Regions from separate parts of the Mus musculus genome. Here all the other regions are linked to region 6. Evidence: chromatin contacts called from public ChIA-PET, Hi-C and HiChIP or PLAC-seq data. All regions are on one chromosome and are shown on one strand. Each heading gives the region's core, a stretch centred on a gene start, on an enhancer-like site or on the middle of the called end of the contact. The rest is flanking DNA. Distances are from core to core; before and after follow the strand shown. Region 1 overlaps Stk10 (serine/threonine kinase 10). Region 2 holds the start of Stk10 (serine/threonine kinase 10). Region 3 holds the start of Nprl3 (nitrogen permease regulator-like 3). Region 4 overlaps Stk10 (serine/threonine kinase 10). Region 5 holds the start of Sh3pxd2b (SH3 and PX domains 2B). Region 6 holds the start of Fgf18 (fibroblast growth factor 18).

Region 1 (3,746 bases), core at 542-3,041, 560 kb after region 6:
CTCTGCCCTGACCATGTCAGGCAGGCCGGATACCCTGGCACGGGAGGTGCCATTTACAGGAAGCAACCGGTCCCAAGAGGCTTGGGGCCTTTGCACCTTACAGCAGCTCCGTCTCCCAAACAAACACGCCATGCTGAAAGTGGGCCTTGAGGAAGGCCACACATTTGATTTTGAACCAGAAGTGTGGAAGGAAAGTCAGAATCTCCCATGCGATGGATCCACTTCTGTTTTGTTTTTCTTTTTGAGAAAGGGTCTCTCTACATAACAGCTCTGGCTGGCCTGGAACTTGCTAAGCTCCTGGCTGGCCTTAAACTTGCAGTGATCCTCTTGCCTCTATGCAAAACCTTGTGTCTGTCCCAGGTGCTGGACTTAGAGGTGTGAGCCACCACATCTGAGTTCACCGGACACATGGAGCATTCCTCACATTGGGCACCGTACCTCACAGCCGGCTAAGAACTTGACCTTGCCGGTGCCTCTGAGGAACAATGCAACGAATCTCCCTCACCTGCAGCAGCTGTGCAGCACTGGGCCGGGTTTCTGGGTTCTTATCCAAGGCTATCTTCAGAAAGTCTCGGAACTCCACAGACCTGGAGGACAGGCGTAAGTAAGGAGTGAGCCACAGCCCGGGCACCGCACGCCCAGGGCTGGGTGTGTGGAGACAGGGTCCATGGGACAGCCTTCTTATCATGCACACCACTGTCCAGGACACAGACGTCTAAAAGGAACATAAGCAGGATGGGAATGAGCATGGCAGTGTCAGAATCTAAACCTAAGTCCCCATTCCCAGCCTGGCCATGTGGCTGATTGGGCTCTGATCCTATTCAATATGTTCCGGGACATAACGGGATCTCGTCCTGGCTAACTGGCCTTGCTCTCGTGTCTAAGGTTTTGTATAGTTCAGGAGGGCAGTTCAGAAAGGCCTGGAGGTGGCCCTCTCCTCCGTTCCCCCCATCCCCGACTTTAGAGTCCACTGTGCACACGCAGACCCAGCACCACACGTCTCTGGAGTGGCTTCCGACCCTCCAGGATTACACAGCTCTCCTTACCACTTGGAGGGTGTAAGCAGGGTAGGAGGGTCCGACTTGGCAATCTTGAGCAGGACCCGCATGGGGTTGAGCTCGTGGTGTGGGGGCTCGATCTGCGCCATCTCGATCAGCGTGATGCCCAAGGACCAGATGTCAGCCTTGTAGTCATAGGGGGCGTCCTTCATGGTTTCACACAGCACCACCTCAGGGGCCATCCTGAGCCAACCAAGGAACAATAAGGGCTAAGAATTGGGCCCCTGAGGATGCCGCTCGTAGCTTCAGCGTCTCGAACACCACCAGCACCACACTGGAGGTTTGGCAGTATTTGAAGCCATGATTTGAATTACTGGCATCCTATTGTCTTCCTCAAGGGTCTCGGCCCGCTGCAGTTCCTGGAGCCCGCCACAAGGTGGCAGCAGCCATCCAGAACAGAGTCCTGGGGAAGGGGCAGGTGGGTGAGGGCAGAGGGGCGAAGGTTCCAGCAAAAAACAAACAAGGTAGGACAGTGGGGTAGACAGAACAGGACATCACAGAGAGAAAGGGGGATGGGAGAGAAGAGAAAGGAATAACGGGAGGGGTGGGAGAGAAAGAGTTAAGAGTAGTAAGCAAGCAAGGAAGGGGCTGAACACCATGGCCAGTTGTAAAAACAGAACACAAAGTAATCAGGTGTGAAACTGAGTGAGAGCTTGGGCTTGGGGTGCCACCTGGATGCCTGCAGCCTGGATGCCTGCAGCCTGAGCCTGGATGCCTGCAGCCTGGATGCCTGAGGCTGGATTCCTGCAGCCTGAGGCTGGATTCCTGCAGCCTGAGCCTGGATGCCTGGATGCCTGCAACCTGAGCCTGGATGCCTGCAGCCTGGATGCCTGAGGCTGGATGCCTGAGCCTGGATGCCTGCAGCCTGAGGCTGGATGCCTAAGCCTGGATGCCTGCAGCCTGAGCCTGGATGCCTGCAGCCTGAGCCTGGATTCCTGCAGCCTAAGCCTGGATGTCTGAGCCTGAGCCTGGATGCATAAGCCGGAGATTGGATGCCTGAGCCTGAATGGATGCACTGCAGGTGTGGGAAGGTGGGGCCCAGCTCCACACATCTGCAGGCTGAGGCCAAAGCAAGACTTCAGGTGTCTTCCTCTACAAGAGAGCCCTCTTCTCATAGGTGGTTTTTATTTTAAGTTAGAGTTTTGAAAAAGGACAAGACACAACAGGCGTAAGAGAGGCCCAGGGAGATTTCTCATGAGGACAGGAAGTGAATTTACATTGTTCTCATGTACCCCGCCCATAGCCAGCACCCTAAACTCAGTACAAGTGTTAGACGAACCAAGAGCTGAAGCACCTTTTCAGGAATCCGGTTTAGTTTATTAGTGGGGTGCTTTCCACTGTAACCCCAGTTTACAGACGAGGGCGTGGGGAAGCTAAGCCACTTGTGCTAGGCGCAGGAGTACCCAGAAGAGAAGCAGATGCTAGACACACACAGTTTGAGCGGCTGACTAAGGGCTCTGAACTGGCACCGCGTGCCCCACACACAATCCACCCAGAGGCAACTAACCACGGGGTGTTAGGCTTGCTATGTCCCCAGAGGCCCCACGACTCACCAGTAAGGTGTCCCTATGAAGGAGTCTCGCTTTTGCAGAGTTTTCAGATTCTTGGCAGACACACCAAAATCAGCTGCAAGACAAAACCCTAAGATAAAGTCATGGTCGAGGGAGTCTTCCCCACCCACACCCTTTGGGTAAAGTCCTTGGTGTGGTGTGGACTCAGGAACACAATTTCGGGACTCGGGGATGAGGCAAGCATGCTTGGGGACTTTTTGTTTGTTTGTTTGTTTGTGAGACCCTGTCTTAAAAAAAAAAAAAGGGCCAGGCTCATTTGATATAGTAATCTCTTTTTTTTAAAAGATTTTTTTTTGTAGAACATGATTTTAATATTTTCAACTGTTGATATTCAACAAACAGAATAGTTATTTTAAGATATACTTCATTGTTTTTAAAGATTTATTTATTTATTATATATAACTACACTGTAGCTGTCTTCAGACACACAAGAGGACGGCATTAGATTTCATTACAGATGGTTGTGAGCCACCATGTGGTTGCTGGAATTTGAACTCAGGACCTCTGGAAGAGCAGTCAGTGTTCTTACCCGCTGAGCCATCTCTCCAGCGCCCGGCCCAGTAATCTATAAATCCAATTAAGAATCTACAAAATAACACTAAGTACAAACAACTGCAATACTCATCAGTGTGCTGTTCAAATACACAGTGGCAACCAGAATTACATAACTGTCATTTAAAAAATAGACCTTTGTGCCAGGCAGTGGTGGCGCACGCCTTTAATCCCAGCACTTGGGAGGCAGAGACAGGCGGATTTCTGAGTTCGTGGCCAGCCTGGTCTACAGAGTGAGTTCCAGGACAGCCAGAGAAACCCTGGGCTACACAGAGAAACCCTGTCTCGGAAAAAAAAATAAATAAATACACAAACAAACCTTTTTAAAGTTATTATCTGTAATCGCTTGGCTTTGTCTTTTTCTTTTCTTTTTGGTGGCTCCTAATTTCACCTTATCAGATTCCAGTCCCATCCAAGGCATATCCAGAGCTACCAGGTGCTGGCTAGTCTCACGTCAACTTGACACAAGGTAAAGTAGTTGTTGGAAAGGGAGACCTCAACAGAAAGGGAATGCCTCCCTGCAGGCTGCCTGCAGGGGAGTCTGTAGGGCACTTATAAATTATTC
Region 2 (3,599 bases), core at 241-2,740, 610 kb after region 6:
AGTCTTAAGCTTCTTTCTGTTTGCTTTGGTTTTCTGTTTGTGTCACCCTGAGTCAGGGTTTTTTTCTGTGTGGCCCTGGCTGTCCTGGACTCACTCTGTAGATTAGGCTAGCCTCAGACTCAGATCTGCCTGCCTCTGCAGGAATTGAAGGTGTGCACCACCACGCCCAGCTGAGAGTCTTAGTTCCTTACAAGCTTCCCAAGGATGCTATAGCATCTTTCCTAGGGAGCACACTTCTGGGGCGAGAAGCAGACCAACGCTAGCATATCAATTTCAAGTCAAAGGGAGCATGGCCCGACTTGGGGAACTGGAAAAGCCCTTTCTGGGGTCCAGCATCCTGAAAGGGTCAGTGAGGCCTCTAACTACCAAAGCCCCAAGGACAATGACATATGGCTTTGGAGGGCAGCTAAGACAGCTGAACTATGGGAGTCTCCCAATAAAAGTAGGGGATGCTATGCTGTAGTGGCCAAACCTACAGTCCAAGCTACTCCAGAGACTGAGGCAAGTAGATCTGGGAGACCAGCCTGAGCAGCCTGGTTGGGGAAGCCGGGGGAGGGGGAGGGTGTTGAGGAGGAGGAAATGAGAAAGGGTGGAGTCAAGATGAGTTAGGTACTTTGAACAACAACCCAGGCACTCAGAATTGGCTCAGAGGACCAAACCCCAGGAGCTGTCCGTCTGCACACGTGTCTATATGGAATCATCTATGCCCCACCCACTCCTCCTCAGCCTGTCTTCCTCCAGGGGAGAGGTAACTGCAGACAGGGAGCCTCTGGTGACTCAGGCGACTAGAAGCCAAATCTGTGCCCTGCAGCTGCATTCACAGGACCCTGTCCTCGCTTTCCGTTGAGCCTTCTAATCCCAAGCCTGTCCTCACTTACTCCAGGGCCCTTCTGACCTCCCCAGTACCGATCGTAGGCTCATCTTCAGAAGTGTCCTCAACTCCCAACCCTTGCAGGCACAGCCCAGAGCCTGAATATTCCCACAACATCGGTATAGTCCCTCTTTAAAAGATGTGTCCCTATCACCGTGATCCTGGGGATGCCTCCGGTAGCCCCCTGGGATGCCTCGATCCTACAAACGTCCCTTTGTGCCCTGTACAGGGCACACAGGAAGTGCTCAGAAGCAGCTGTGCGGGGGGTGGGAGTGGGGGTCAGGGGCTCGCAGGACCTGGTAGGCTCAGCAATCGGAACTCTCACCTTGTAGACTTTGCCGAAGGCGCCGTCTCCCAGCTCGCCCACGATCTCCCATACATCGTTGGGGTCCAGGTCCCGGCGGACGTGCTCATATTCACGGGACTTTCTCTTCTCGAAGGTGGATAACCGCAAGATGCGGCGGAAATTGGCGAAAGCCATGCTGGATGAGGAGCGCGACGACAGGACCCGCGGCTTCGGAGAGCCGCCCTCCTCGCAGCGCAGCACCCGCCGAGTGCGCCAGCGGCCACAGGGAGCTGCAGGAACCGCGGCCCGCCCGCCCCGCCCCGCCCCCTCCTAGACCCGCCTGCAGGACGCCCGGCACCCGCGCGCGCGCCTGTCCCCGCCGGCTCCACCTGCTCTGCGGCGCCCCGAGACCCCTCAATTGGCTGCGGGAGCTCGCGGCTCCGCCCGCGCCGCGGGGCACTCTGGAGACTGTAGTCCGCCGGGTGGCCGGCCCCTGGGCCCGCTGCGCCTCCCGGAACCCCAAACCTCCGGGGTTCAGCTGGTGTCTTTCAACCGCCGTCGGTGCCGAGTGGGTGCATCAGCGCACAGAACTCTCCCGCTGAGGCTTGGTTCGCCAGCTTCCCGCGCGAGATGCCCGCACCCCTCGCCCCGGGACTCACCCCAGTCCTCGGTGCTCTTTGCCTCAAAGTTCACGCGGTCCCAGGTGGCTTTCGCCACACTTCCTAGGCAGGTCTCGTGCTGCCTCTGAGCCCCGCAGAAAGCAGAGCCCCGCGCTTACGCCCATCCGGACTTTCCCCGCCTCCGCCAGCCACAAACGGCCGGGACGCTGGACATGAAACGAGAGTCCCTTTAGGACCTTTAGGCTTCATGGTAGGTTAGCAAATATATTCCTTATTAAGTAAAACTTTCTAGTTATTTTGCGAATTAAAAAGCCCCATTAGAGATAAAAGCGGAGTCATCTCTGGGATGGTGCTCCTATATCCTGGTCCTCATCCCTCTCTACCTTGGCTGCGGGCGTCCCGCATCTTGCACAGCGTCTTTGCTTGGTATCAGAACGTGGGTTCTAGTGATTGTGCTGGGGGCTGGGCAGCTGCAGAATCTATGCTGGAGACCCTCCCATCCTGAACAAGAGTGTCTCACACTCGGGCACTCTTAACTCGAGAAAGCGTTTTAATTGTTGGTCCCCTTCGTCCGGACTCTTCGAAAATATCCCTAGAGTCTCGCGCCAAATGCTGTTCCCCCATTCGAAAAGCCGGCTGGAGAGTGAATACTAGGCGCGGAGAGGGTTGTGTGTGCTAAGGACGTCCGGAATAAAAGTTGCTCCAGTTCCAATTGTTCCCACCACAAAATGAGTGCGGGGAAAATTTATAATTAAAAGAAGAAAATGTCATGCAAAACTGTTCTTGTTGAGTCAGCCTGTGGACCAGCCAAAGTGTACATCTGTCACTCGGTTGAGCGGGACCTGCTGAAGTCTGTGCAGCTATACCGGGTGGACAGAGGGTCAGAATGCGCTAACCATTTCCAGGAGTTCCAAAAGAAAACAAAGTAAGGATAAAAATGGAAAGGTCCGTTAAAAATGTCCTGCTACATGAAAGAAGCCAGACCCAAAGATCGCACGAGGTATGACTGCATTTTTATGACCGGTCCAGAAAAGGCAACGCTGTGGAGTTGCTCCCAGACACGGGGACTGACTGGAAAGAGCCATGAGGAATCTCACTCTGGTGGTGAAAATGCTGGGTCTCAGTGGCAGGGGGTGGGGGTGGGGGCGTAAAGGGACAGTTCCACAACTCCGGAAACTTGCCCCAAATCACGAGTGACTTTTGTTTTGTAAGGTGTTTGGGTGGGGGGCGTGTAACTTATGTAGCTGGAGTTAAAAGGAGGCTCAACAGAACCAAAGCTGCTTTGAAACTTCTGTTAAATCGGGGTTTCTTTCCTCAACTGTCTCTGGCTACAGAGCCTCACACTAATCTAGTGAATGAAGGGCTGTGCCTTCCCCCCACCCTACTTTCTGGAACAACTTAAAATAGAAATTAGTAAGATCAAGCTGGGCATGGTGGCGCATGCCTTTAATCCCAGCATTTGGGAGGCAGAGGCAGGCGGATTTCTGAGTTTGAGGCCAGCCTGGTCTACAAAGTGAGTTCCAGGACAGCCAGAACTACACAGAGAAACCCTGCCTCAAAACAAAACAAAACAAAACAAAAAACCAAAAAACCACCACCAACAACAACAACAACAAAAAAAAACACCACCACCACCAAAAAAGAGTAAGATCGATAAATAGTGCCTTTGATGTGTTTATCTCAATGAAAGAGTCTAAGTTTGCAGTTTTATTACAGCCTTTCAGTGTCTTTGAGATGCTGACCACTTTTTTGTGTTATTGGATTTGGCAGGAGTGGAAGGGGAGCGATATTTTGTTTGAGACAGGGTTACTCTATGTAGTCC
Region 3 (3,588 bases), core at 178-2,677, 880 kb after region 6:
GGCCTGGCACCCATATGGTTTCCTACTCTACCTAAGGGAGACCTTGGGGGATGGGGTGCAAGGGTCCAAAGTTCCAGTTTCCAAAGGTTTACTTCTGCAGAGGGGGTCTTGAATCCACATTGTTTTACATTTGAAATGAAGCCTCTCTTCTGTAAGACTTTAACATCAGAGTCGGAAGGTATGGCCTGCAGAGCTCAGGCTGGCTCTGCTCCTTCACAACAGCTCAAATCCAGCTTCTGGCGGGGAAACTGGGGTCCCCAGTGGAGTCCACGGTGTGACCTACGTTTTGATTTCTGGAATAGCTGATGGTATTTCTTCACAATGATGTGGACACCTTGGGAGTTGAGGTGATGCATCCCAGGTTAGTTAGTCCTGGGTTCTCCTATCCAGTGCTGTCAGTATTGGGTAAGGCAGCCTCAGAGGGGAGTACAGTGGACTTCTGTAGACTGGGATCTCATCATTTCCCCCACACGCAGCATTATTACCACGTCCATTTCAGAGCTAGTGACGGTAGAAAAGATTGAACCCAGGGCCTCGTATATAATGTCAAGTGCTCACTAGCAAGCAACATCTCTTTCCCTTTTTGAGAAGGCCTCAATGAGTTGCCCTGCCTGGCTTTAACTTCCTATCCTGCTACCCTAGTCTCCCTAGTAGCTGGAAATACAGGTCTCCACCACTGAGCCTGGCTGTCACTATTAATTACATAGAAAATTATACTGTGAATACTCCTGTGAAGGTTGCTGGCAAAAAATGGGTCCAGAGATCATAGTTGGGGAAACTCTGGGCTCCTTGGTTTAGGTCTTCCTATCTCAGAGGCAACCACTGGGGTCCCAAGGCTCTGGCTAATCAAGTGGCAGAATGGCCCGGGGGAGTAAGAGGGAAAACCTGGACCACAGTCCTGCCTGGCTCAAGTGCCCCGGTCCCTATGCACTCCCGCTGGTTCCGTGGGAAGGTCCCACGACCCATCCCAGGCACCTGGTTCCATCTCTCTGTCTGCTTCCCTCCCAGCCCCTTCCTACTCCTGACCTCACACAACACTCAAATCACACATGACTGGGATAAAGGCTTGCAAAATGAGTTAAAGTCATTCCTTTCACATCACACATCCAAACCATCAAAAGGCAAACATAAGTGCAACTCTCAGACACTGGCAAATATTCAAATGGTACCTTCTCATTGAGTAATAGTTGGGGGGCGGGGAGGGGGAGGTTGAAATACGACTATTTTCTCTCTTTGTAAAGTTTGAAAACATGATTGTTATGTGATGAGCAGGCTAGTACAATCCAGACCACCGCTCCTGCCTTTCTTACAGTTTAAAGTTTATACGCTCTGGTTAAATCAAGTGTATGACTTTAAACTGCAGACAGCTTTCCCTAGCGAGCTACTAGAGTGCAGCCAAGGCGTCGCGCCGGCGCAGTCGCCTGTCCGGGCATGCGCGGGGGCTGTGGAGCGCCGCTCGGCGAAGTCTCGCGAGAGTGAGCGCCGAGGCCGAGGTGCCGGCTTCCTCCGTGTCCCTGCGGGCCCGGCGCCTGCCTTCGGCTTTTGCGGTCCCTACGCGAGTTCCTCTCAGGCGCACGCCCGGGCTCCCGCAGGATGGGGGACAATACCAGCCCCATCAGCGTGATCCTGGTGAGCTCGGGCAGCAGGGGCAATAAGCTGCTCTTCAGGTACCCCTTCCAGAGGAGCCAGGAGCACCCCGCGTCCCAGACAAGTAAGTGGCTCCTGGCGGTCACCCGCCCCGCCACGCGCAGTGCACAGTGCGGAGGAGGAGGAGGAGGAGAGGGGCCGCGGCACGACTCCTGAGTCTCCAGCCCATGAAATAAAAATGCGTAAGAATTGCCAGCTCCAGCAGTGGTGCGCATCTGGGATCCCAGCGCCCCGGACGCGGAGGCCGGGGTATTGCCATGAGCCCAAGGCCAGCCATTTCTCCAGACAAATCCAGAAAGACACCAGATTTTACAAGCACAGACACGAATTTATAAGTTATTTTAGAAAATATAAGCGACTTTAAGGTCTGAAGTTGATCTTGAACTCTGGTCCATGCCCATTGTGGATAACTGCTCACCATCTTGATAATCATCCCTCCTGTATATAAACTCTGAAAGTGTACCCACCAAAAAATAAAATACAGCATCATCCTTTCCCCGAGCCCCTCAGAGAATCTCAGGACACTCATTTGTTATTTTGTAGCATCCGCCTTGAAGGTTCTTGGAGTTATTGAGCACATAACTCCTGTCTAGTCGCAGTACACTGCTGCATGGATCAGGCATAGCCTGCCTCTGTAGGCAGTGTTCTTTAAAGCTCGCTAATATAATACAAAGGGTTTTAAGTTATAAAAACATAAAGATGGTACCAAGCTCTCAGAACCCCCTCCCTCATCCCCCTAAAGGGCAACTATCGTCACCATTTTCCAAATCTGTTTATACACAAGCAAAGCACACATTCCAAGTACAAAAGGAACTACATGGCCCATTTTTTCCCTGATATATATATATATATATATATATATATATATATATATATATATATATATATTGAAATAGACCGGATGGTCTTTTTGCTCATTTTCTTCTGTACTTTATGTCTATGTCTTAAACAGGTTCAACCTCACCCTGAGACAGGTTTCCTGTGTAGTCCTGGCTGTCCTGAAACTCACTCTGTAGACCAGGCTGGCCTTGAACTCAGAGATTTGCCTGCCTCTGCCTCCTGAGTCCTGGGACTAAAGGCCTGGGCCACCACCGCCGCCAGCCACCTTGTTCTTATTAATGACTGCAGTGAAGTCCATGAGATGAGCGTACTCTGGTTTATTCGTCCAGCCCCTGTTGAGGGCAGTAGTTTTCAGTCTTTTCAGGCTGGGCACTGGCTCTGCCAGCATGAGACCCCTAAATTCCCAGCACTTATGTAAAAAGACTGGCTTGGCTGTGGTGTGCGTAATGTCATCACTGACTGATAGAGATGGGTTGATCAAGAGCTCCCTGGCCAGCCAGCCTAGCCTGAAGGGTAAGCTGATTCCGTGAGAGACCCTGCCTCGAGACAGTAAGATACAGAGAAAGGAGGACACTTTACATTTTGCTCTGGCCTTCACCTGTGCTTGTAGGCCATGTACCCATGCCCCAATACTACCACCCAACTGAAACAAAAACCACATAAACTGTGCATGTCCGTTCTGTAAACTATTCTTTTATAGAATATTTTTAGGAACAGACCAGCCTTGAGTCATGTGGTTGAGTCTGAGGGCTCATGATCATGTTTTAAACCGATTAATTTTTAGTCTTTATTAGACTGTTGGCAGGAAGCTGTGTCTGACAGTTTTATGGTGCAAGGTGGTATTGGGAACACGCCTGTTTTTCTCTTTCCGGAGCTGTTTGGATTCACCTTTCAGAGAATTCATATCCTGTGTCTGACTTTTTCTTGAATTGTTTTTTCTTTATAGACTTGAAAGAATTATTTATATATTTAAGTTTAAAAGTAAGACTTTTGGACCAGGAGTGGTGAATGTCTTTAATCTCAGCGCTCTAGATACAGAAGCAGGCACATATTTCTGAGTCCCAGGCCAGCTTGGTTTACATAGTGACTTCCAGATTAGTC
Region 4 (3,451 bases), core at 522-3,021, 580 kb after region 6:
TTCTCTGATGCCATTCCCTGAGCAAAGGCTCTGCATGGATTGTCACACTTGCTCTTCGGGAGATACTCTGAAAGATGCTGACATCTCAGTTAGGGGTGATGCTCACTGTAGCATGGACCCAGAACACATGGCTGATACATGGTAGGTATGTGCTGATAAATGCCACCTGGTGTGATCAGGACTAGGTGATATTTTATTCACATTTAGATACAAGGACCTGTGTCTCAGAGTCAGATCATGCAATACAAAGTGGCAGAGCCAGAACCAGGATTGGGGTAATGTAGGTCCTGTGAGAGTGTAGAGAGCCCCCATCCCCATCCCACCTCACAGAGGAAGCCACAGGAAGCTTCTTGAGTCACAGGCCCTGCGTCAGTGAGAATGAGCCCCTCCGCCTCCTGGCTCTAACCCTTGGGCTCTTCCATTCCATGAATGGACTGAGCAGGCTGCTCACCCAGAGATAAAGGGACCAGGATGTCCCAGACCAGATAAGCATGGCCTGGCCACACCAGGGCTTAGACATTAACTTTTACAGCCCCCAAACAGCCCCATCAGGCAATGCCAGAGCCGTAACCATCCCCCAGAGACAATTGAGTCACACACAGTCCAGAGGTGAGCCACCGCCCTGCTGACCTTCAGGACTCTGGGCCTCGATTCTCCACCCCTGGCCTTTCCTGAGGCCACTACCATATACTGACCAGGAACAAGAGCTCAGGTGACCTATACGTGAGAAACTCCTGAGCACACACAGCAACACGGACACAGCCCCATAAAGGGCCACTGTCCCACCCTAACCCTTCCCCTACCTGGGCCTGTTTCTCCATCTGGAAAATGAGGTTCTCAAAATCTGTATGACCTTTTGTGGTATCAACATTTTAGGTCTCCGTGTGACTGTAGTCACTCTTTCACAGAACAAGCAAGTTTGTGTTTGGGAAACGTTGGTGGTCAGAGTCTGGCCTCGTACAATTGTCCATCAGTCTGGGAATCTGGCCAGGACCCAACAGATAGAAATCTACCAATGCCAGAGTCCCTGACTGAATGGTGTCGTGTCCACACAGAACCCACACATCCTCCCGCACATCTGGAAGATTCTAGAAGGGTGACAGCGGCTAACTCAATGGGAATGCTAAGTGGATGCTTGCTCTCTTGTATCACCTAGGCAACACTGCCAAGGAAAGATGCCTCTGTGTGTTCAGTACCGATGATGGTGAACCCACAAGCACAGAGGACTCTAGCCGCACATGACCAACAAGTGTTTGTTAAATGACTTTGAGATGTACAGAAACTAGGGCAGATTCACTGTGCTAATAAGCATTCTATAAATATTCCTTGAGCCACAGGTAGCCTATTATACAGATGAGAATATAGAGGCTTGACAGGGCTGCCCCAAAGCTACTCAGCACAGACGTGAAGAAGAAGGAATAAACTTAAGCTGGTGGTGACGAGCGGCGGCTGAACCACCCTGCGGCCAGCCACCTTTCCGCTCTGGATTCATTTCTCTTTGAGGAAGCAGGGATAGTGTCTGCAGCTAGTCCCCAGGTCAAGAGCTGGGGGCCTTCAGGCTCTAACACAGTGCAGAAGACGGAAGCTTCTGGTTAGTCAACCAAAGCCTGAAAGAGGAAGTCATGAAGGCAGACTTAAAAAAAAAAAGCAAGAGTCAACCTAAATCCAGCCTAGTCTGTCAGCTGCCTGTCCCTGTAGGTGGAGTCCCTGGACCTCCCCACCTCTGAGTATCAGCCAAACAATGTGGCCATTGAGTGGGGCGTCCACACCCACGAGGCCTCCTCGGTCCAGCCTTGTTTTTCCATGCCAGTTCCGCCCACCACCTTGCAGCAAGCCTGGGTTAGGAATGAGCTTTCCCCGGACCCGGCAGCCTTGGAATGAGGCTTGAATCAGAGGCAATAACCTGGGTCCTTGAATGCATGCAGGGGTGGACGGTTCAGTTTGCTGTTCTGGCCCCAGCCACCCTCCACTCCATGTCCATACCCAAAGGTGCTTGCCCAGGCCCCAAGGCATCTCTCAGATGGGACTGAGGTGACTCTGTGGCAGGCATGCTTCACTCCTAGTCAGTCCACCCTAGATACTAGGCATCCGGGCTTCAGGCTCAGAGTCCCCTGGGCTGCATTCCTGGCCACAGTGCAGGAAACGTTAAAGTCAGAGCTAAGCTCAGGTTCTCTAGTGAAGGTCAAAGAATCAATTTCGAGAGGGACAACTCAGTCTGGCTAGCTGGCTGGCTGGCTGGCCACCATTTCATAAGACTAACTAGAAACAGCACTGAGCCCAGAAGGGAATAAACCAGGGCTATTTCCAATCATGGCCACCAAGGACTCAGGACGAGGACTTGGAATACTTTAGACAGGGCACACAGGACAAGAGCCACATCAATGGTGTAGGAGGCTCCTCCTCAGAGCTTGCATTCCCTACCATATAACTTACTGAAGGCTTCATAGCAGTGAATCCCTGAGAGGCAGGCAGGGTTGAAGCCAGAGATGGATAGTGAGATGGGACAGTGGGTATAACAAACAGATAACACTTGACAACTCATAGAGCCAGAGAGATATGCAGTGTCAGGGTCCCGAGTCCCACCAGTTAACAAGGGGGTTGTGGGGACACAGCCTTTCCACATCCCCAGGGCCACCTCTTTCCCATAGCACAGCCTCATGGAGCCAATGCATCTCCTTGGCCAGGATATGCCTGGGCTTCATGGAGTGTACCAGTCTGCTCATCTCAGAAACTGCAACTTCATCCATCAAGTCTGGATAACTGTAGAGCCTGCCTCCCGGTCACAGTCAAACAGGTAACACAGGGGACCAGTGTTTGGTAAATGGACTAAATACAGATATAGCTAGTAACGCCCAAGTGGCATCCTCACAGGACACTTGAGAGACTAGACCAGCTCTGAGCCTGTGTTCCCAGCATCTAAAACTTCCTGCAGCTAATTCAGTGTATGAACGAATGACCACTGAATGAATAATGTCTCCGCCTGCTCCAGGGGGGTGGCATCAATCCCATGAGACTGGCCTATGGAATGCCATAACCACATAAGCAGTTTTACAATGGAGCAGAGGTCACAAGAATCACAGGGTTAGGGTTCTCATGGGGACAGCCCTGTTGAGTCCTCCTGAGAGGGCAACAGGGGAGTGGCCAGCAAAAAGGGGAAGCCCCAAAACACAAGAGAGCAGGATCAATTGCCTGGCTTCCTGCTGTGGGCTGTAATTAAGAGTCCTTGTCAGGGCCACCAGGAGCCCTGGTGGACTGAGGGCAGACCCGCTGGGTGGGGTGGGGGGGGAAGGTTAGAACCACCATTCTCTGAGCCAAGTCAGGAGGTGCTGCATGAGGTGCAGTCTTGGGAGAGAGGTGGGACTGCTAGGCTCACCCTTCTAGGGGAAGCTGCACACTCCAAAGTCAACACAATCCTTCTAGAAAGCAGGGAGAAGGGCAGTGCACAAGGGCC
Region 5 (3,253 bases), core at 391-2,890, 800 kb after region 6:
TGTGGGATGTGGAAAGGGGCGTGGTCTGACGGGCCAACGTCTTTGGTCCAACAGGCCTGCTCTGCTCCTTACTGTTAGCTGCCCCATCCTTGAAACAGACTTGAGAAGACCACCACTAAACATGTGTGACACCACAAGGGAGTAGAAGGTGACACCCAGTCCTTGGTGGTTCTATCTATTCTGGTTTGTCGGATCTGGTGGAAGGCGGCATGGAGGAGAATTTCAGACTTCCTCCAGTTGGTGTGTTGCTGAAAACTGTCCCATACCCAAGAGGCAACTCAACAGGCTTCAACAAGAAACCAAGACTTGGCAGCATTTGAAATAGTTAAGGGGGGGGGGGGGGGGAAAGGGAGTGGGGGTGGGGAAACCAAGACAATTTAGCTGAGCTCTGAAGCAGGGAAAACTTAGCTCTATTTAAAGATACCACAGGTCCAGGAAGCAGCCCCCCGCTGGCTGGCCCAGGGCTGAGTTACTGAAGGCCTAGACTATAACAATACACTGGAACACAGCACACCCTTTCTTGTAGAGTACAGTGGATACCCGGCCATCTCCTTTCAGAATTTTATGGGCGACTCAGGGAAGGCATGTATAGCTGTCTGCTTTGTAAGAATGGATCTCTTAAACAAATAGATCCAAAGGGGCTTCCAGGGAGGCCCCTGGCCAGCCTTTCTCCAGCCAACGCCCTCTCTAGTCATTGTTCCTCACTTCTTTGTTAGGATTTTTTTTTCCCTCCCTCTTGCTTTTTTCTTTCCTGGTTAACTTCTTCAGGACTGGCACAGCCACAGGGAAGCCAGTCCCCCTCACACCTGGAGTGAAGTCCCCAGGGCCTCCTCTAAATCCACTGTCCTACTACCCAGAACCTCTGAGGTGGAACCAAGGCCACCTCAACCTCCAACAAAGTCCCCAAGCAGCCTGAGAGGCCACTTCCCACTTGAGGGTCACCGTGGGCCCCAGGCCCATCGTCCACGTTTGAGAATCCTCAGCCTTTGAGTCTCAGCGTTCCCATCTGCAAAATGATGCCAGGGACCCATTTCCTCCACACCTTAGCAGCTCCAAACAAAATTCTCCTGTCACAGAGGGGGGTTACTCCTGGGGAAACTTTCCCACATTGTTAAGCGGAAGTTACAGGGAAGGGGCGCTCAAATGACCCATGCACAGAAGGATGAAGGGCTAGGTTCGCTAATCCTATGAGGCTGGGCGCCTCTGGGTAGGAGGGTGGCCTGAGACCCACGGCTCCGTGGGTTTCTCTCCTGGTTTCTGTCTTAGTCTGCAGCAGCGGCTGGGGCCAGACTTTTGTACGGGTGGGCAAGGCGAGAGCTCGCGAGGAGATGGCGAGGACCAAGGGGCGAGCGGGGAGATGGCGGGGAAGGCACAGGGACCAAGGGCTCGTGGGGAGACAGACAGCAGGGAGGGCGCGGGGACCCGGGGCGCGTGGGGAGACGGCGGTGAGGGCGCGGGGCACAAGTTCTGCGCGGGGCTGGGATCGCCGCGTGGCGCGGACGCCGACTCACATAATGCTTGTTGGGCACGCGCCGCTTCTGCACGTCCAGCACCTTCACCTCCACGATACTGCGCCGCGGCGGCATGGCCGTTCTCCGCGCCCAGCGCCGTGCGGGCCGGGCCGGGCCAAAGCGATCCTTGCCGCCGAGCACTTGCCGCCGCCGCCACCGCCCTCCGCGCCCCGCCCCTGCCCGCCTCCACGCCGCCCGCCCACCCTGCTTAAAGGGCCCTCCCGGCCCGGCCCGGCCACGTCCGCCCGCGGGCCTTTGTCCCCGCGCCCGGCGGGACGGCGCGCTCCGCCCCCCGCGCCCGGGCCTGGCGACTCTAAACCCAGGCACCCAAGCATCTTGCTCGAGCTCTCCATTCCCGTTAAGGGCTCAGGGAGGTTGCCCATCCCCCTCGGTGTGTGAGAACCGCTGGCGTGCCAGTCGCTATAAATCCGATCGCTTGCCCCCAGGGCTGGGGGCGGGGGCTGGGGGTCAGGGAGAGGTGGTCACTAGGTCTCTTGGGTTTACTGTCTATGACAGGGAGAGGAAAAACTGCAAAAATGGCCTGGCAGCCCTGCACAGGGCTGCGAAGGTGAAAGAGAGCAGGGATGCTGGGTAGGTAGCAAGCCCCTGACCCCGTGGGGGACTGAGTCCACACCTGGCCCTGTGCCCTGTCATTATCACGGATGCTCACTTAAAATCTCACAACACCTGGGAGTTGGGGGTCAGGAGGGGATGGTTAATCGCCTTTTACAGAGGACCTGAGGACAGCCTCTAGATTCATGGAGCAGGTGGGTCCAACCCATGGTTGCCCCACACTAAGCAAAGCAAAGCTACAAGTGGCTCCACATCTCTTTTCTCTAGCTCATCCTAGCATTGGCTGGGCGCTCAGTAACTAACAGATGCTGGCTGAATGAATGGATGGATGGATGGATGGATGGATGGACACACATAACACCATGGATAGGAAGTTCAGACTGCAGGTAGTGGTTTCTCAGCCACGAAGCAGGGGTTCCCCTTCAGGCACCTCCCCACCCATAGATCAGTCGAGGAATTTCTTAAGGGAGAGTTCTCGTCAGTCCAGGCAGGCCTTGCAGACTACTTTATTTTGAATCCCTCTGGAAACCCCTCTATTGCCTTTTTGGCTTCTTTGTCCGTGCTTTCTGCTGTTCTGGCCTTGAAGGCTGGTCTGGATGGGCTTCACTAATAGAAGGGGTTACTTGATTGGTACCAGGCCAAGGCGGGAGGATTGTCTTTACCAAAGCCAGTTTTGTACCAAAGATGGCTTTGTGCTGCCTCAGGCACAGGACTATCTTCTTGGCGCTCTTGATTAAGCTGTTCTTACTGACCCACTCGGAGATTGTGGAGAGTGGCATCCATTTGGAACCAGGGCCCTCCCTGGCCCAGTAATTCCCTCCAGTGCACCAGATCCTAAGGTGCTTCCCCAGCAGAGCTGCCACCCAAGGCACCCGCTGGTTTCTCTCATGTCCTGCACAAAGCAGAAGCACAGACTGTAGAAGTTGGATGTACCTGAATCAGCTAGCTCCTCCCACTTCCCAGTTCCCCAGCTCTGCCTGTAGCTGTAGTAATGCCATCATCTTCCCTGTCCCGTCATCCTTGCCCCCATCCTCCACCTCCCACCCTTGCCGGCTGATTTCTGAGTGTGAGTCGGATCACTCTGGGTCGCTCACAACAGTTCAGCCTTGCAGCTTTTGTCCTTGGGTGTCCGCCTCATTTTAGTTAAGCACCCACAAGGTGCATCTGCG
Region 6 (3,370 bases), core at 843-3,342:
CAGAACTTTTGATTCTTGAATTAATGTCCTCAGACCACCAAATTTTTGGGACTGTCTTGTGTGATGACTGAGGTCATCAAACCACTGTAGGTGGGACAATAGTTACCCATTGTATTCAAAAGTAATGAAAAACTAATAAAGTGCAGATAGGAAAAAATTAATTTTAGCCAGAAGATACATGAAACATGTCAGCAGATACACGTGTGCCAGTCTGTAAAGCAAGACCACTTTTTGGTTCAGCCCTATTTGTGGTTTGTCATTTCACTCTATTGGTTGGTTGGTTCCAGAATTTAGGAAGTTACTAGTAACTTTGCAAGGCTAGTTCAGGCAGCCCAGACAATAAACATAAAATCAACTTCCTTTCATGCAACAATTCTCTCAACAACTCGATTTCGCAAAGGTTTTCAGGATTTGTTTTTAATACTGCCCCCTTAGCCTCAACTTTGAAAAAGAACTGAAAGTCGCTTACAGGGAGGTCTGGTCCTTGGAACAAATACTATGTTTCTATAACTTGAGAAATAACACCACCGAGCAGCACCTTCTTCACTTTGCTCCAGCGAACGGGGAATAACAACCACAGCTACGGACACAAGGCCTTTAAATCAAATAATCCGAATTCCTGAGTTTTGCATTTTGAGCTCGTTCTCTAGTTTCTTGCCCACTGTGACCTGTTTGTTTTAGCATCAGTCCAAAGCAGAACTTGGCTGACCCAGGCTCTAGACAGAATGAGGCAGGCCTCTGACAACAATATCTACATTTGGGGGTTAATGGAAGGACAGAAAAAGTTCAGGGTTGGTGATCAAGGGCAGGAAAACTAGCTGCTTAGATTGCGAACTGAAGAGGACCTGGAGTGAGCGCTGACCAGAGTCCTGGCTACTCCCAGGCATGTAGCCATTCAGGGGCGAGGTTACAGCGACATTTTTGAGCCGCTAGGTGGTAGCCGTGTGCTTCCAAAACCCGGGTCACCTAACTAGAGAACGCAGCTGGAATCCCTAGAACCGACCTTAGAGTCCCAGAGCGGGGGAAGGGAGAGAGACGCCCCTGAGACTTTGCCATCTCCTACGGCAAAACAGAAGAAGGCGTTACTTAGCGTAGTCATCCCACGGTGGTGGTTGTGGTGGTGGTGCGTGTGTCTGGGAAAAGCCACTATCTTGCGTGGCCTAAGGGTAAGGGTAAACACGACTCCTTTCAGTTGAGTCACCCCACCGGGCGGGCCTCGTCTGTCCTCCCCTTGCTTCCCAACTCTAGTGGATGTGAATATGAACAGCAAATGTGAGCATTCTTTGGGAACCCCGCCTGCTCCATTCGGCCAATATTAGCCTTGTGTCGGAGAGCTCCGACGGCTTCCAGCGCTCACCAGGTCCAGCTTCGTGGGTTCTGCCATGCTGAACGGCCAGTCCCATTGCCGACAGTATTGAGTGCCTCCCCTCCAACCCTGAGCCGCCAGAAGGAGGAGGCAGCGGAGAGGCCGCGGCAGGCAGGCGAGCAGGCAGGGCCGGCTTTGATGTGGGCGCGGCGCACCCAGCCGCGCTGAGCGCCCGTCCGGCCGCGCCCCGAGGGGGGAGCCCCCGGGCCCCGCATCCTCATTGTGCCGGCGCGGGCCCGGACCCGCCCCTGGCCCCCCGCCCCCTCGCCGCCCTCGCGTAGAAAACGCCCCGGCCGCCGCCAGCGGTGGGAGGCGGCGATGCGCACGGCCGGAGAGACACAGAGGAGGAGACATGAGCCGGCGGGCGCCCAGACGGAGCGGCCGTGACGCGTTCGCACTGCAGATGCGCGCCCCAGCCTCGGAGCGCTGACCCCGGCCCCGCTAGCCTCGCGTCCCGGTTGCGGCGCCTCTGCCGCAGCACCCGCCGTGCATGCTGCCCCTGGACTGAACCCGCAGCCCGCGTCTCGCGAACGTCCAGACGGCCCTCCCGTCCGCCCGCTTCAGTCCAGCTTCCCCGCACCGGCCGGGCTCCTCCCGCACCGCGTTCGCCCCACAGCCCCCGCGCCGGCTCGGAGGGCGCAGCGCTCCGGAGGAGCCGCGCGGGGCGCTGATGCCGCAGGGCGCGCCGCGGAGCGCCCCGGAGCAGCAGAGTCTGCAGAAGCAGCCGGCAAGGAGGGAGCAGCAGCAGCGGCGGCGGCGGCGGCGGCGGCGGCGGAGGCGCCCGGTCCCGGCCGCGCGGAGCGGACATGTGCAGGCTGGGCTAGGAGCCGCCGCCTCCCCCCCCGCCCCGCGATGTATTCAGCGCCCTCCGCCTGCACTTGCCTGTAAGCACCCGCCCGGGTCTGGCCACCCTGCCTGGATGCCTGTCCCTGTGCGTGTGTGGCTCTGTCTGTCTGTCCGCCCGACTTTCTGCTACGTGTCTGTCTGTCTATCTGTGCCCCTTCCTCGGATCTCACTGACCTCCTCTCCCTCTTTCTCCCGCAGGTGTTTACACTTTCTACTGCTGTGCTTCCAGGTTCAGGTACGTGGGCTCCTGAGAGTCGAGTCGTGTCTCTCCCCCACCCCCCTGCCAACCCCAGCGCGCTCTTCTTCGAGGTGCTGGCCGACCCCCCTTCCCGGGACCGCGCCCCCTCTCGGTGCCCCACCCCTCCTGGGCAACAAGCCCAGTGCACCTGTTCCCAGGGCGCAGAAGGGCGGCTTCGCGCGCGTCCTGCGCTGGCGGTATCAGGCCAAGGGCTAGGAGCTACTGCTTGAGCCAGTGCAGACTGTCGCGGCCTCGGTCAGCCTCGGTAGGGAAATCTCTCAGAGTCGGAGGGCTGACTCTGGCCCGAGTGATGTGTGGGACTCCAACCTCCGACCACAGCTGGCGAGGTAGGGACCTAGAGGTTTTTATGCCAACTGTCCCTTTACGGCTTGCTTGTCCCTGCAGACAAAAAGGTTGTTTTCAGCTAAGTGGATTTTGAGTCCAGAGAGAGAGAGCTTTAGTTGTAAATTACTCTGTGTGTGTGTGTGTGTGTGTGTGTGTGTGTGTGTGTGTGTGTGTGTGGAGAGAGAGAGAGAGAGAGAGAGAGAGAGAGAGAGAGAGAGAGAGAGAGAGAGTTCTCCCCATCCTGCTGCGCTCTGCTCCACATGTCCTTGCCCAAGGTGGTGCAGCCCAGGGCTTGTTCCCTGCCTGGTCCCCGTTCGCTCTCTGTGAATCAGAAAAGGGCTTGGCGCTCAGCCTGGAAAGCACTTGCTAAAATCTGATCTGTTACTTCAGCAGCTTTCAGACTCGGGAAGGTCTTGGCACACAGACAGTTGGAATGCTCTGGCTTCCAAAGCCGTGGAAATGAAGGAAAAGGGGGGGGGGGGTAGGGAGTCGACTTCAGCCCCGATTAGAACCAGACCAGGGCTGCCTCAGCATGGTGTGTGTGGGGCGGGGTGTGTGTGTGGGGGGGGGTGGCA

Evidence for each region. A called contact is a pair of places that touch in the nucleus more often than the background predicts. ChIA-PET counts read pairs in DNA pulled down with a chosen protein or histone mark. HiChIP or PLAC-seq counts read pairs in DNA pulled down with a chosen protein or histone mark.
Region 1: a Hi-C map of cortical neurons shows a contact between it and region 6, with 3 times the contacts expected there. The contact joins the enhancer-like site here to the promoter of Fgf18 in region 6. A contact is called at or near these places in 13 of 39 promoter capture datasets (the 3T3-L1 cell line, 3T3-L1-derived adipocytes, the C10 cell line and 8 more), 7 of 484 Hi-C or Micro-C datasets (cerebellar granule neurons, cerebellum, cerebral cortex and 3 more), 5 of 115 datasets of contacts at active chromatin or transcription factors (astrocytes, differentiating embryonic stem cells, embryonic forebrain and 2 more) and 3 of 9 other capture datasets (adipose tissue, embryonic stem cells and liver).
Region 2: a contact with region 6 is called in an RNA polymerase II ChIA-PET map of memory CD8 T cells, with 97 read pairs. The contact joins the promoter of Stk10 here to the promoter of Fgf18 in region 6. A contact is called at or near these places in 6 of 39 promoter capture datasets (the 3T3-L1 cell line, embryonic stem cells, frontonasal cranial neural crest and 3 more), 6 of 484 Hi-C or Micro-C datasets (the MNK3 cell line, the N1E-115 cell line, cortical neurons and 2 more) and 9 of 115 datasets of contacts at active chromatin or transcription factors (astrocytes, effector CD8 T cells, embryonic forebrain and 6 more).
Region 3: a contact with region 6 is called in a FOXA1 HiChIP or PLAC-seq map of pancreatic cancer cells. The contact joins the promoter of Nprl3 here to the promoter of Fgf18 in region 6. A contact is called at or near these places in 4 of 39 promoter capture datasets (the C10 cell line, hippocampal neurons, liver and 1 more) and 4 of 115 datasets of contacts at active chromatin or transcription factors (bone marrow-derived macrophages, embryonic forebrain, forebrain and 1 more).
Region 4: a contact with region 6 is called in an HNF4G HiChIP or PLAC-seq map of pancreatic cancer cells. The contact joins the enhancer-like site here to the promoter of Fgf18 in region 6. A contact is called at or near these places in 5 of 39 promoter capture datasets (cranial neural crest, hippocampal neurons, liver and 1 more), 4 of 115 datasets of contacts at active chromatin or transcription factors (astrocytes, differentiating embryonic stem cells, embryonic hindbrain and 1 more) and 1 of 9 other capture datasets (embryonic stem cells).
Region 5: an H3K4me3 HiChIP or PLAC-seq map of embryonic forebrain shows a contact between it and region 6, with 5 times the contacts expected there. The contact joins the promoter of Sh3pxd2b here to the promoter of Fgf18 in region 6. A contact is called at or near these places in 15 of 39 promoter capture datasets (the 3T3-L1 cell line, 3T3-L1-derived adipocytes, the C10 cell line and 10 more), 1 of 15 datasets of contacts at CTCF or cohesin (pro-B cells), 9 of 484 Hi-C or Micro-C datasets (the N1E-115 cell line, cerebellar granule neurons, cerebellum and 5 more), 6 of 115 datasets of contacts at active chromatin or transcription factors (astrocytes, embryonic forebrain, embryonic midbrain and 3 more) and 1 of 9 other capture datasets (embryonic stem cells).

What each region holds. Positions count from the first base shown.
Region 1 is chr11:32,586,251-32,589,996 of GRCm38.p6, reverse strand. Stk10 (serine/threonine kinase 10) reads right to left here. Exons shown (of 19, transcript NM_009288.2): 5 at 2,612-2,684; 6 at 1,047-1,241; 7 at 506-587. Among named protein-coding and RNA genes, the nearest start is that of Fbxw11, 54 kb to the left of the region's middle. Within about 2 kb of position 1,791, at least 73 of the 459 cell types and tissues checked have an H3K27ac peak or open chromatin away from gene starts, as enhancers often do. A contact at or near this core is called in cerebellar granule neurons, cortical neurons and differentiating embryonic stem cells, where this site is marked.
Region 2 is chr11:32,531,157-32,534,755 of GRCm38.p6, reverse strand. Stk10 (serine/threonine kinase 10) reads right to left here and starts at 1,490. Exons shown (of 19, transcript NM_009288.2): 1 at 1,197-1,490. The coding sequence starts at 1,352. It also overlaps a transcript of Efcab9 not described here.
Region 3 is chr11:32,265,546-32,269,133 of GRCm38.p6, reverse strand. It overlaps Nprl3 (nitrogen permease regulator-like 3), which reads left to right and starts at 1,427. Exons shown (of 13, transcript NM_181569.3): 1 at 1,427-1,711. The coding sequence starts at 1,594. RefSeq lists enhancers at 1-188, 1-351.
Region 4 is chr11:32,563,506-32,566,956 of GRCm38.p6, reverse strand. The region is part of intron 2 of Stk10 (serine/threonine kinase 10); the gene reads right to left. Among named protein-coding and RNA genes, the nearest start is that of Stk10, 32 kb to the right of the region's middle. Within about 2 kb of position 1,771, at least 175 of the 459 cell types and tissues checked have an H3K27ac peak or open chromatin away from gene starts, as enhancers often do. A contact at or near this core is called in pancreatic cancer cells and pre-B cells, where this site is marked.
Region 5 is chr11:32,346,227-32,349,479 of GRCm38.p6, reverse strand. Sh3pxd2b (SH3 and PX domains 2B) reads right to left here and starts at 1,640. Exons shown (of 13, transcript NM_177364.4): 1 at 1,512-1,640. The coding sequence starts at 1,586.
Region 6 is chr11:33,146,122-33,149,491 of GRCm38.p6, reverse strand. It overlaps Fgf18 (fibroblast growth factor 18), which reads left to right and starts at 2,092. Exons shown (of 5, transcript NM_008005.2): 1 at 2,092-2,250; 2 at 2,411-2,447. The coding sequence starts at 2,219. RefSeq lists an enhancer at 1,487-1,517 and promoters at 1,332-2,275, 1-2,275.